2 separate regions of the Anas platyrhynchos genome follow, and region 2 is linked to region 1. A link is a contact called in public Hi-C data. All regions are on one chromosome and are shown on one strand. Each heading gives the region's core, a stretch centred on a gene start, on an enhancer-like site or on the middle of the called end of the contact. The rest is flanking DNA. Distances are from core to core; before and after follow the strand shown.

Region 1 (5,568 bases), core at 811-3,310:
TGTAGAGAATACAGTGGGATTTAGATATGAGAAGTTCTGCAGACATGTCACTAGTGCCAAAAGCAAGTGAAGTACTATGAAGTACAGTGCAGTCAGGGGTCACTTGAATATACTGACTTGAGAATCTGAGGATTTGATTTTTCTCTGCTCTGCAGCTTAGACAGTCACCACTATCTGGGGAAAAAAAATCGGTGTGAATGCCATCATTCTAAATTGGTGGCCTTTTATAACCCATTTGCTTGAATTTAGTAGAAATGGAAATGACCCCACAGGAATTGTGTCAGCAGATAATGTAGGCATAGGATATTGATTTAAATACAGAGAAGATACTGGTAGATAAAAGGACACAAACTGCACAGAATAGAATAGACACAACAAACGTTGAACCTGAGAAGAGGTAGCTGGATTGGGAGATCTACAGCTTGAATCTAGTGATATTCATTAAGATACAGGTAGAGTTTAGACTGCTAGGGAAAGGGAAGTAAGCTAGAGATCTAGCCATTTCAGCAACCCTTGTTTACCAAGGGCTTTCCTTAACTGTCTGTTATTTCAGAGGTTATACTTTAGTTAGTAAATCAAGTGTTCATGTGATAACCTGTCCCTGGGTGACCAGCATTTTTAGCAAAGGAGAAAATAGTAATGAAAGTTGAAAATTCGTTTTAACATGGCAGAATAATCCTTGTAGATAATTTTGCTGTTAAAACACTGAAAGCTTTTTTGGCCCTCCTGATGAACAAAATACAATTTCAATAATGCTCTACTGCTTGATCTACAGCATATGTGTCTCAGGCAAGTGAGCTGCCAGAGTCATCTATGGTTTCAATGAAGATTTCCATGGGCAATTTAGAAACTTATTAAGTTGCACGCATATTATGTAAGCATGCATAAGAGCTTGAGGTAATTATAACCTGACCAATTTAGCACACTCACATAAACCCTATTCTGTCCACCCATCTTATACTCTTATACTGATCTTTTTCCTCAGACAGTTTCTGCAAGTAAGCAAACAGTGTAAAGATATCAGGAAAACCAAAACATACGCCTTCGTGCATTTTGTGTGGACTGCAGAAGGAATGGAACAGGCAAAGGGATCCGTCAATAGGCAAACAAAAGATCAAAAAGGCAAATTCTTGTGGGTATATAAATATGTATACACACATGTTCTTTTGGGCCCCCAGAAAACCACTTATCCCACTGTATAAAATAATTACATGGGCATCTCCAGCATCACTCCTCCAGTGAATGGAGACAAATTTCAGTGAAAGATTTGTTGACCCTCCTCCCCTGCATTTCTTTAAGTCAGCCTCAGCAAATAAATCCTGAAATAAATTTCCTCCTCTTTCATTTTTGTTTCCAACCTTATGACAAATTTTAAATAGATTCCAACAGATTGGGAATGAGAAAAGTATTTAAGAATGGCAAAATACATATGTAAATATGTAAAGCACATGTACAGCTTTATTTATTTATTTAATCAGAAAACTGCCCAATTAAATGCAGTCAGTGTCTCATTTAATGCCTTTCTGCCAGAAATGAAAACATTTGGCTATTGGCCAGTTCTATTCAGTTCTTTGTGCCAGACTCCAGCATATTGTATCTCATTTCATCTCCTCTGCTCTTCCTAAAGAACCCAAGAATCTCCCCATGGTAATGTGGTTGCAGACATAGACAGAGTCAGTGACAGATCAAATACTCACAGACATGCATATTTCCTCCCCACATTGAGAATATTTAAAACTCTGTAATTAAAATACAAAGGGGGGGAAAGCAAAACAAAACAAAAAACCACAACAGTTTGATTGCTGTCCAAATTCATCTATTCTCATACAGTCTTTCTCTCCCTCACTCTCATTTGGGCTGTCTCCCTCTGGGCCCAGGTCTCCCTGTAGCTGTATCATACAGAGAGGAGCAGGGATTTGGCACATTGGAGGTCGTGCAGAAAGACAACATTTTCAGTCATGCTTTTCTTCTGAAACTGAATCTAAAGGTGTTTACATATACATGCATGCTATGTGGGCTAAGCTTTGTCTACCACAGAAAGCGTGATTCAGAGCTACAGCATCAATATTATTCAGCTCCCCTGTGACCACCTTCTAGATTTGAAAAGTATGAGGCTCATTGTGAGATCATGTCCCTTTTTATCCTTGAATAGGGATTTGAGGTCAAACACATGTGCAGACAATAAAAGATAACTGCGGTGTGGAGGACTTAATTGATTGTTTGCTCAAAGGGGAAACAGCAATTCTGGACATTCAAACTCTGAGATTTTCTTATTCCCACTTTCCAGGCACGTTTTACCCACATACATTATCATGCCCTTTGGCTTAAATAGAAGGCTAGAGAAAACTGGCACAAACCTATTTAAATCAGAGGGCATCCTGCAGGCAGCACTGATAGGATGTACAATCACCAGCCACTTAAATGGAAATTTCACATGAGAGACAGAGGAGCTGTGGAAGAAATGAATTATTTGTTTTGACTCAAATGCCTGTAATAGGAATTTACAAGAGACAGCTAAGGGTCAGGAAAAGTTTTGATCATTGCACTTGCAGTACTCATAGCCATGTACAATTCACAATTCTGTGCACACAAGAATCCACTGGGCCAAGCACTTACATACCTGTATGCTGAAATATAGTGCTTTACACTTTATATTACACGCTGAGCTAGAAGTTAAGTGGAATGCAGGAACCACAGAGAAGTCATACGTGAGCTTTTACCTGGTTCTGCTACCTAACAAGGACTATTTTGTCTCATACTTGTGGGCACGTTGAAGTCATCATTCTCAGCAGAAAAATGATAATATGGCACCATGCTCAGACGCTGGCCTTGGGGTTTGTTGCTAACCCCAAGACACTACTGATGGAAAGGCTGAGCAGCAAGCCAAGCTAGGAAAAAGAGTAACTAGAAAAGCGGATGCTTTTTAACTTCTACTGAAAGTGCTTCAGAAACATCTTAGTAGATGTGTGGTATCTGATACAGTCTGCAAAAATAACCTGAAGTTTTCTTTGATTTTTACTTCCCCCCCCCCTTTTTTTTTTGGGGGGGGGGGGGGATTGTTTCTTCTTTAAGACAGTGATTGAATGGGAGAGATTAAAGCAAAGGATGAGAAACAGACAGCTGACATCATTTGACCAGTTATTCCAGAGTACTCATTAAATGAGTCAGAACATGGCCATGTTAGAGCAGAGCACCGTGGAGGTGTGGGGAGCCACGACATTAGATACTTCCTTTCTCTGTGGTCAGCAGTGGTATTCACAAAGTCATGACCAACTCTGTTCTTCTGTCCTGTCACCCTTCAGTCCTTCATTCTAGCTGCTTTCTGTCAAATATCCTTAGATAGAAGGTACCCTTTAAGAGACAAAAATGGAGATGAGAAGGAGAAAAGATGTTTGTATTCTGGCTGAGGGTCTTGACATTCCAAAAGCTTTTTTTGTAAATACATTTCTTCCTACAGGCACCGTTGTCACAGCCAGTCTACAATTTTTGCTTTACACAATTCCCTTATTCTTATCCAAAGGATGCACTACCCCTCCTTGTCTAGGACTCTTAGGGTAGTGGTGTGTTCTCTCCCTTTTCCTGTGTGCTTTTTCATAAATCCCAGTTTCTTACAGCTGTTCTAATTTTTTGGGGACACATGGAACTCCTTATAATCAGTGTGTAACAAGGTGTCTCAGACTTTGGTATTGATCTCAGTCAATGGATAGCTGTAAATTGAGCACAGTATCTCTCTTGGCTGAGCCATCTGTACCCCTAAATCTCTGAGGATCACAGTGGCTGTTTGGGTAACACACAGAATTTTGACCTGGTCTTTTGGAATCTGAAGTGAGTAGATTTTACAGTGTCTGCTAGAGTCTTTGCAATGGAAAGCATTGACTGTAATCACAGACTGCTGCAGCAGGCAAGCACAGAGAAATGTGAGATGAGATAGATTAATCATTCCTCTAGCTCCTTCATGCCCAGTGGGAAGGGTTCGTCATTTATCAATAGTTTTTGAAGACACTGTGGGTACTCTCACACTATCTGGAAACCTAAATCACCACTTTTGCTTTTGTGTTTCAAAAGTTGAGCCTTCACAGCAAAACCAAATTTTCCAAAGGAAAACTAAACCTATTCTTGCTCTCAGCCTACTGTCTCTGTTACTCAAGATTTATAAAGCTGTACTGTGATCAGAAGTGGAACGTCCCCAGGCCTTAGAAGGAGTGAAAACTGAAGCAATTGTTCTTTGAAGCCCTGCTATAGCTTTCACAGAGGCAAGTCCTGGAGTGGGAATGATGCAGAAAGCTGCTTGACTTCACATTACTAAGGATGAACAAACAGTTGTTTTTCTGCTATTCACAAACAGCTCGCTCTGTGAAGATAATGAGGGGAAAAAAAATCCAGTTTGTAGCGTGAGAAAAGGATAGTTTTATATTTCCTGAATTCTTTTAAGAGGGTTACTGCTGCTTTGTCAGAAAGGAAAATACTTCTTACCTGTTGTTCTTCAGCAGTATTCTCTTTAGATTTCAAAGAGAAGATTTCTTTGTTTATTAAGAATTTGTTTTGATTGGCATGTGAGAGTCTCAGAGCATCCAAGGTCTCTGTTAGCTGTGAAAAAACAGAAGAAGCCAAGTGAATCAGCCTATAACCTTAAGCAGCTGTGGGACAGTCTTTGAATGAACTGGGATCTCTCTCTCTTTCTCTTTTTTTCTTCTGTCTCTGATTCATTGGAATAAATTTCCAAACACTGCAGTAATAAACTGTGTGAGTTGGGATTTTGGGCTTCTGATAGTTCCATGTTATAACAGGGCCCAGAGGTATTTTTTGAAGAGTAAGAATGATAGAATGTTCTCCTTGCAAGGTTTGTGTGCACGTGCTAAAAGGAAAACAACCTTTCATTTAGATTGTAGATGGGCTGCTTTATTTTTTTGTTGTTTCCCCTTATTTTTCAAAAATTCCAGAAGCATCATTGTCTGCCTATCTTGCAGATATTTATGTGACCCTTGTGACTTTGAAGCTAATACACAGACTGCTTAGATTCATCACCATAGGAGAACAAGAAAAATGTAGCACAGCTGTGTGGCATAGTGGGTAGCATGTACTGCTCAGGAGCAAGAGAAGGTCGGATTCAAATTTCTGAGCTGGGGCTAAACTTTTATTTATATTTTTAAACTAACACCTCTTCGTTGTAAAATACAGAAACATCTGTGAGAACAGGGTGAAAGTTCTATGAACATTATCTGTGACAAAAAAGGAAATATAAATAAATGATATGTGTTTCTTGGTTTAGAAAAGTTATTTTTCTTAAAGGTATCTCTTTTAGGTAGTGAATTACAATATTCGGTATGTGATAACTTAAAAGCAACAGTAATACACAAAATGATGAGTGAAAATTGAACAAACTACTTTAATTTTGACACTTGCAGCTCTGTGAGCGCCTCAGTATTCATCACCAACATGGTCTTCATGTGATATTTAAATAGTTACACAAAAGAATCAGGCTGTGAAGTCACAGAGAAAACTAAACAGCTTTACTGCAAAACTAACAGACACTTAAGTTAATATTCCTAGACTTGCAAAGCATAGTGG
Region 2 (5,568 bases), core at 964-3,463, 270 kb after region 1:
ACTACACATCCCAGGAGAAATAACAGCACCTGGTAGCCAAGCTTTTGAGGCTGCCTTCAGTTCTTCTCCACAGTATCCTGTTGTTCTTGACTGTCTCTCAGCCATTCTCTCCTATTCCATAAGCTCCTACATTCTCTTTCTAAAGCTAATTATGCTAATAATACATTGAGGCTCTAAAAAATTTATCATATGGGATTTAAACAAAATGCCTATTTCCCCCAAAAAAGGTTAGAGAATGGTTTTAAACATTGACCTTTTGCTCTTCTTTGCCTGGGTGAAATATGTTACAGCTCCTTTACTGCATATGAAAGAGAACAGGTACCTTCCTATGCCACAGAGAATGGAAATGAAATACATTTCTGCCTTCAGCACTTGAACAGCAAAATAAACAAAACAATTCTGGGAGCCTGTTGGAAAACAACACAGTCCAGGGCTCTTCAGTTTGTCATGGGGGTTTGGCAGACTTCAGCCTAAACTGAACACTGCTCAGGTATATATAAAGTCAGGAGGGCTGGCAGAGTGGACTTGTTTATCTGCAAGGGTGCGTACATGTTTAACAAGGAGTACGCTTTAAAGGTTTATACTTAGAGATGGAAATTATTTGTGTTGAACTCCTTGCTCATGTTAAACCACATTCACCGGTTACGTTTGCATTGGCAAATTTACAGTAAGAGTTAAATCAATCTCACTTGGATAGGAAGTTCTGTTTGTTCATACTAAACAGGGGTGGTGGTAGCTCTTCCTTTTAGCCAGCTGTTGATGTGAGTCACACCTGAGATAATCGATATTCCAGGCAGTGACAGCCAGAAATAACGGCAGTACAGGAATCCCAGATTCAGTTACGATAACGTTAACTTTATCCCCTGCCTGGTCCCACACTTCCACCTGTTCTCTGATACCTCAGAGCAACACAGCCCGTTTCCTCCACCACACAGGACAGACGGCAGGTTCAGAGGCCACACAGGAGCTGTAAGTGCTGGGCTGTGCTCCTGTAGCAGAGGCCCAGAGGCTCTCTGCTCCCGTGGAAATTTTGTCTTAAATTTAGCCCCTGGATTCAGTAAGCACAAACTGAGATCTTCCGCTTTTGTGCAAAGAGCACACACTGTCAAAATACACTCTTGTCTCCTCTTAGGTAGTAGAAATGGGCCGGCTGCAGTGCATGGTCCCTGCACTGCCAGCTGGACTGCCATGCTGTACTCAGAGAAGAAATTTTCATAATCCTTGGTTATGTTTCTCTGCTAAAACCCTTTGGATCGCAAGACTAATTCTGAGAATAAACCATTACGTTCCTCTTAGTTACGAGCTTGCTTACTGCTCTTTAAAACTTGCACACACTTTATCATATCTCACCTGTAGAAATCAATGAAATCTCGAGGTGCAGTCTATAGCATTTCAGCTGACGGTCAAAAGCTTGAAAGTAACATTAAGAAATATTTTATTAGAAATCTGGATTGATGGGAAGAAAGTAAAGTAATGCTTTTTATTAAACTTTAGGGTGGGGATTAATTTAATATTTTTCAGTCTTTGCAACTGAATATTTGGAACTACGCTTGCTGAATTATGATTAGTTCTGATATGTTTTTTATTTCTCTTTTCTGTGCCTTAAGCACGCTTCTTTTCTGCTGTTTCTAGTATGACTAATGGAATCAAATGCAAATAACATGGAAGTTAATATTTCATATGTCATAGCGGCAGAACCTTAAGTGTAGTTTAAGTTAAGAAATTTATTAAAGTTGTCCAGTATATCTCAAATCTCATCAAAAAAATCTGAAATATCAACGCAATTTTGAAAGACTAATCTTTTATTAATACAAATTACATTAAAAAGAAATAAACCTTGCAACAAGAGAAATATTATGTACGTTAAAAATGTCCAAAACCATAAAAAGGTTGCTCTAAATTTATTTTAAATTAAACATGAGAATCTAACAAAGATAAAAGTGTGATCAACTTTCCTTCTGCGAAAATGACAGCGAAATTTTTTGATGGACTCTGCCATCTACTGCATGATGTAGGAAATGCAGCATAAAAATGTGAAAACCAGGAGAAATTTACCTGCTGACAGTTCAACATAAAAATAGTTCTTATTTTATAATAATTCCAATGCTTAAATACCCTGCATGAAATGTTTTCTCTATCTTTGTAATTGCAGAAAACAGATGTGCGTGTCTCATCCATTCGGTGTGTCAGAGTCGCTCTGGAGCCATGATGTGAAACCAGGTGAAGGCTGAGGAAAGGTAGGAAACCGTGCGCAGTCTTTAAAGCTTCACAAGTCCTGGGGAGAACAGTAATCTCAGTCTACACTTGGGGCTAAAAGCTTTGCAAACTGCCTGTGCCTGATCTGTTTCCCACTGTGAGTTAGCAGTGTAGTTTGGACCAACGTGTCTTGAGGGCAAAACTTGGAGAACCTTTAATGTAGCAAGCCTGGTTCAAGCTGTGTATCTTCTTTTAGCATTGGAGACAGAGCATGCAGGGGAAAAGGAGTCCTCTTCTCTTGCTCAGAAAGCTGACAGGTTCCAGAGATCTTGCTCTAAGCAAGCTTTCATGCTGCTTGTTGTCTTGTCTCCAAAATGTGTTGACTGTTCAGGGATGCACCTTTAAAATCAGTTAACCTTTGTTCAGGAAACCATTGCCCCTGCACATTCTGTTTTTAGGAAAGAAGGCAACATCTGTATACTGTTTGGACCCACACTATCAAAAGAAATGGTGTTCATCTTGGGTATCCCGGATCCATTTCCATAATATTTTGCAATCTAGCTGATGATGATCTGGCCTAATTCCCTACTCCTCAGCACATTTTCAAATTCCTGCGAGCAGCCTTTCCGTGACTGTCCTTACATGACATAGCAGTGACACCTGCTCACCCTCAGCCAGCTTTAACTGCTAGCTGTTGTGAAAGACAGAAGATAGTGTCCACGACTGATAGACTGATAACCACCCAGATAAGCAAGCAGAACGATGCAATAGGACCTCTGCTGCCTGTATGCAAAGTGCTGATGAAAGGACATTTTATTATAGGCTTAATAATATCACCTAGCAGCATTAGCTGTTTGGCCTTAGTTGCCTCCTCTGAAAACATGCTCCAAGTCTTTGGATGAAATCTCAAAATATTTAGCCTGACTACATTCCCTAGCCCACTGATTCATTTAAAAAGGGCTACAGTCTGGACACAACTACAGATGTGGTTCTTCTAGTTTCTAAAAGCAGGGATTAGACTCCGTTGTAGGCTCCTGGCTATAGCAAAAATAAGGCTCCTGCAAGCATGGGATAAAAAAGCGTTTAATGGGTCATGAAGTCTTTGCTGTTACCCGCAGCCTTGTCAGAAAATCCTGTGAATAAACTCCTGTAGTTCTCTCAAGACTAAGAAAAAGAGAGAGATCAGAATTCCTTACCTCCTGATTTCCTCAGTATTTTGAATTTCCTTTGTCATAGTGGCATTTTAGACTAAATTTTAAATAATTGATTAATAGCTCACTTTTTCTATCTAAATGAGTTTCTAAATGAGAAATCCAGTACTGTATCATTTCTAATACCCTCATTTGTAAGGCCATCTCCAAGTTAAAATTCGTTAAATGAAAATTTAGTAATTACAACCTCCCTTATGTATACTGTCCATAAAATGTCAGCGTTTCAAGTTTTTAATCAGACTATAAGCCTTTTAAATTCTGTAACTGCATAAAATTAATAGCAATTCAAGAGCCATTGGTGGAGCTTGGCTTGAGACCTACTGACAAGACCTTATATCATTGAGAACTGGTCACTACTATGAAAATCAATTTAAAACACACCAACATGATAAAAATTGAATATTGCTTGGAAGTTAGCTACTGCTTAGATTCGGTGTTTGAAATTCAAACAAGATCAGCTTCAGTATGTATCTATGTGTTGCAATAGTGTGTGTGTTTGTCTAGGCAGATCTGCCTGCACAAAATTCTTGCTAACCTCTAATGAAGGGAGCATTTCAGATCAGGTCAAGTCTCATAAATTTACAACTCCTTCACCTGAGGAACTTGAGGACTGAAGAAAAAAAAAAAAAAAAAAAAGAAGTCAAAGCACGTTCACAGTAACTTTCCTGCAGTTCAAGAGGCAATCTGTTTGCTTTGTGATTTCTAGAAGATTTGGATGTCATTAAGGGCCATCCATTAAGTATAGAACATGTTTTGCATTTTTTACTCTTTCTTCTGCAATAAAGGACTAAAATATGAGAGAAGCCCCAGGAAAAGCCCTTGACTGTTGTTTTTGGCTTGCCACCACTTTAGCAAAGTTGTTATTCCAACAGCAAAAGTAATGGAGCTGTGTGACCTACAGAATTGTGTCCCCAGATTTTCTTCCATTCTTTCACTCCTTCAGTACCCCCAGATTGCTTCTCAGTTTTCTACTTACTTCACTATTCAAAAGGCAGCACGGCTCTCTGGGTTAATATTTTGCACTTAGACTTGAGCTGCCTCTGCTCAGTAGCTGCAGGCTGACTTCCTAGCCAGCCAACACCTCTGAGATGGATAAGGGTCTGTCTCTCTCCTCACAACGACATGGTATTTGTTGCACTGGAAAATCAGACCAAATTGTCCAGAGCAGACACTGATTTAGAGGCTTCTACCTGAATTATACCATGCTGGAATTTTCCAACAGACTGTTGTGCCAAATAGAGCATCCTAACTGGTCCTCCATTCCCTCCCTTTCTGGAAACTTCCAGGGAAAGTTGCCATGCTGCTTCAGATCAGGGTTGTGTTGGGGAGAAGTCCAGTGAGACAAGTACTCATCCCCGGCTTCCATAGAATGTGACTTCAGAAATGTGACTATTACATGGACTAGTATTTGCATAAAACAGGATTTCCCACTCAAAGTCAGCCCAATTCTAAAAGAAAAATGAAAGGCGGAGATCCATCGGTTCAATAATTCTGTTGAAAAACTTCCTTTTCTTCTGTCATCTGTCCTCATAATTTGACAAGGAATGTTAATTGAGGAAGACATTTTAATATGTGGGAGGGATTGTGACAATTTTATGTGGCTGCACAGAGTAGGAAGATGGCAAAAACTATGAAAGTGTGTGAGAATCTTAGCCTTTCACTTATAACACATTGAAATATTAGCATCTGACAAGTTTCTCCAATTTTAATACATTGAAATATTAACATCTGGTATTTCCCCAGTTTTCTAACATGTCTTATTGTGAAAACATGGACATAACTGGAAGTTTAATAACAGTATCCCTCGCAGGTAGTCTGGACAGGTCTTGCAACGCATACTGTAGGCCTGGGAGGGATTTGGGGATGTTTTGTCTTGCCTAAGAGTTCTTCACCCACAGCTCTTCATCCTGCAGCATTGATGGATGATTACTATGAAAATTGGAAAGATGAATTTAAATGTTAGATGACCTCTCAATCACCTTTTAGAAACCTGGATCCAATGCTCATCTATGTAACACAGAATCTTAGACTTTGTTCCTGTTACTTAGACTTTATTCCAAGGAGACAGCATATGTGTAGGCATGGGAACAAAAAGCCATTGTATATCAGCTGCTCAAGGGTAACTAAACTTTCTCTTAGAGTAGCTGTGAGGCAATTTGAG

The links. A called contact is a pair of places that touch in the nucleus more often than the background predicts.
Region 2: a Hi-C map of skeletal muscle shows a contact between it and region 1, with 3 times the contacts expected there. The contact joins the promoter of C1QTNF4 here to the enhancer-like site in region 1. A contact is called at or near these places in 4 of 8 Hi-C or Micro-C datasets (liver, skeletal muscle and subcutaneous adipose tissue).

What each region holds. Positions count from the first base shown.
Region 1 is chr5:53,220,326-53,225,893 of IASCAAS_PekinDuck_T2T, forward strand. All of the region lies in intron 4 of LOC106017018 (a long non-coding RNA gene), which reads left to right. It overlaps LOC110352674 (a long non-coding RNA gene), which reads right to left. Exons shown (of 3, transcript XR_002402022.3): 2 at 4,474-4,587; 3 at 3,936-4,351. Among named protein-coding and RNA genes, the nearest start is that of FUT8, 210 kb to the right of the region's middle. Within about 2 kb of position 2,061, at least 2 of the 8 cell types and tissues checked have an H3K27ac peak or open chromatin away from gene starts, as enhancers often do.
Region 2 is chr5:53,488,905-53,494,472 of IASCAAS_PekinDuck_T2T, forward strand. It overlaps C1QTNF4 (C1q and TNF related 4), which reads left to right and starts at 2,214. Exons shown (of 2, transcript XM_072039079.1): 1 at 2,214-2,237.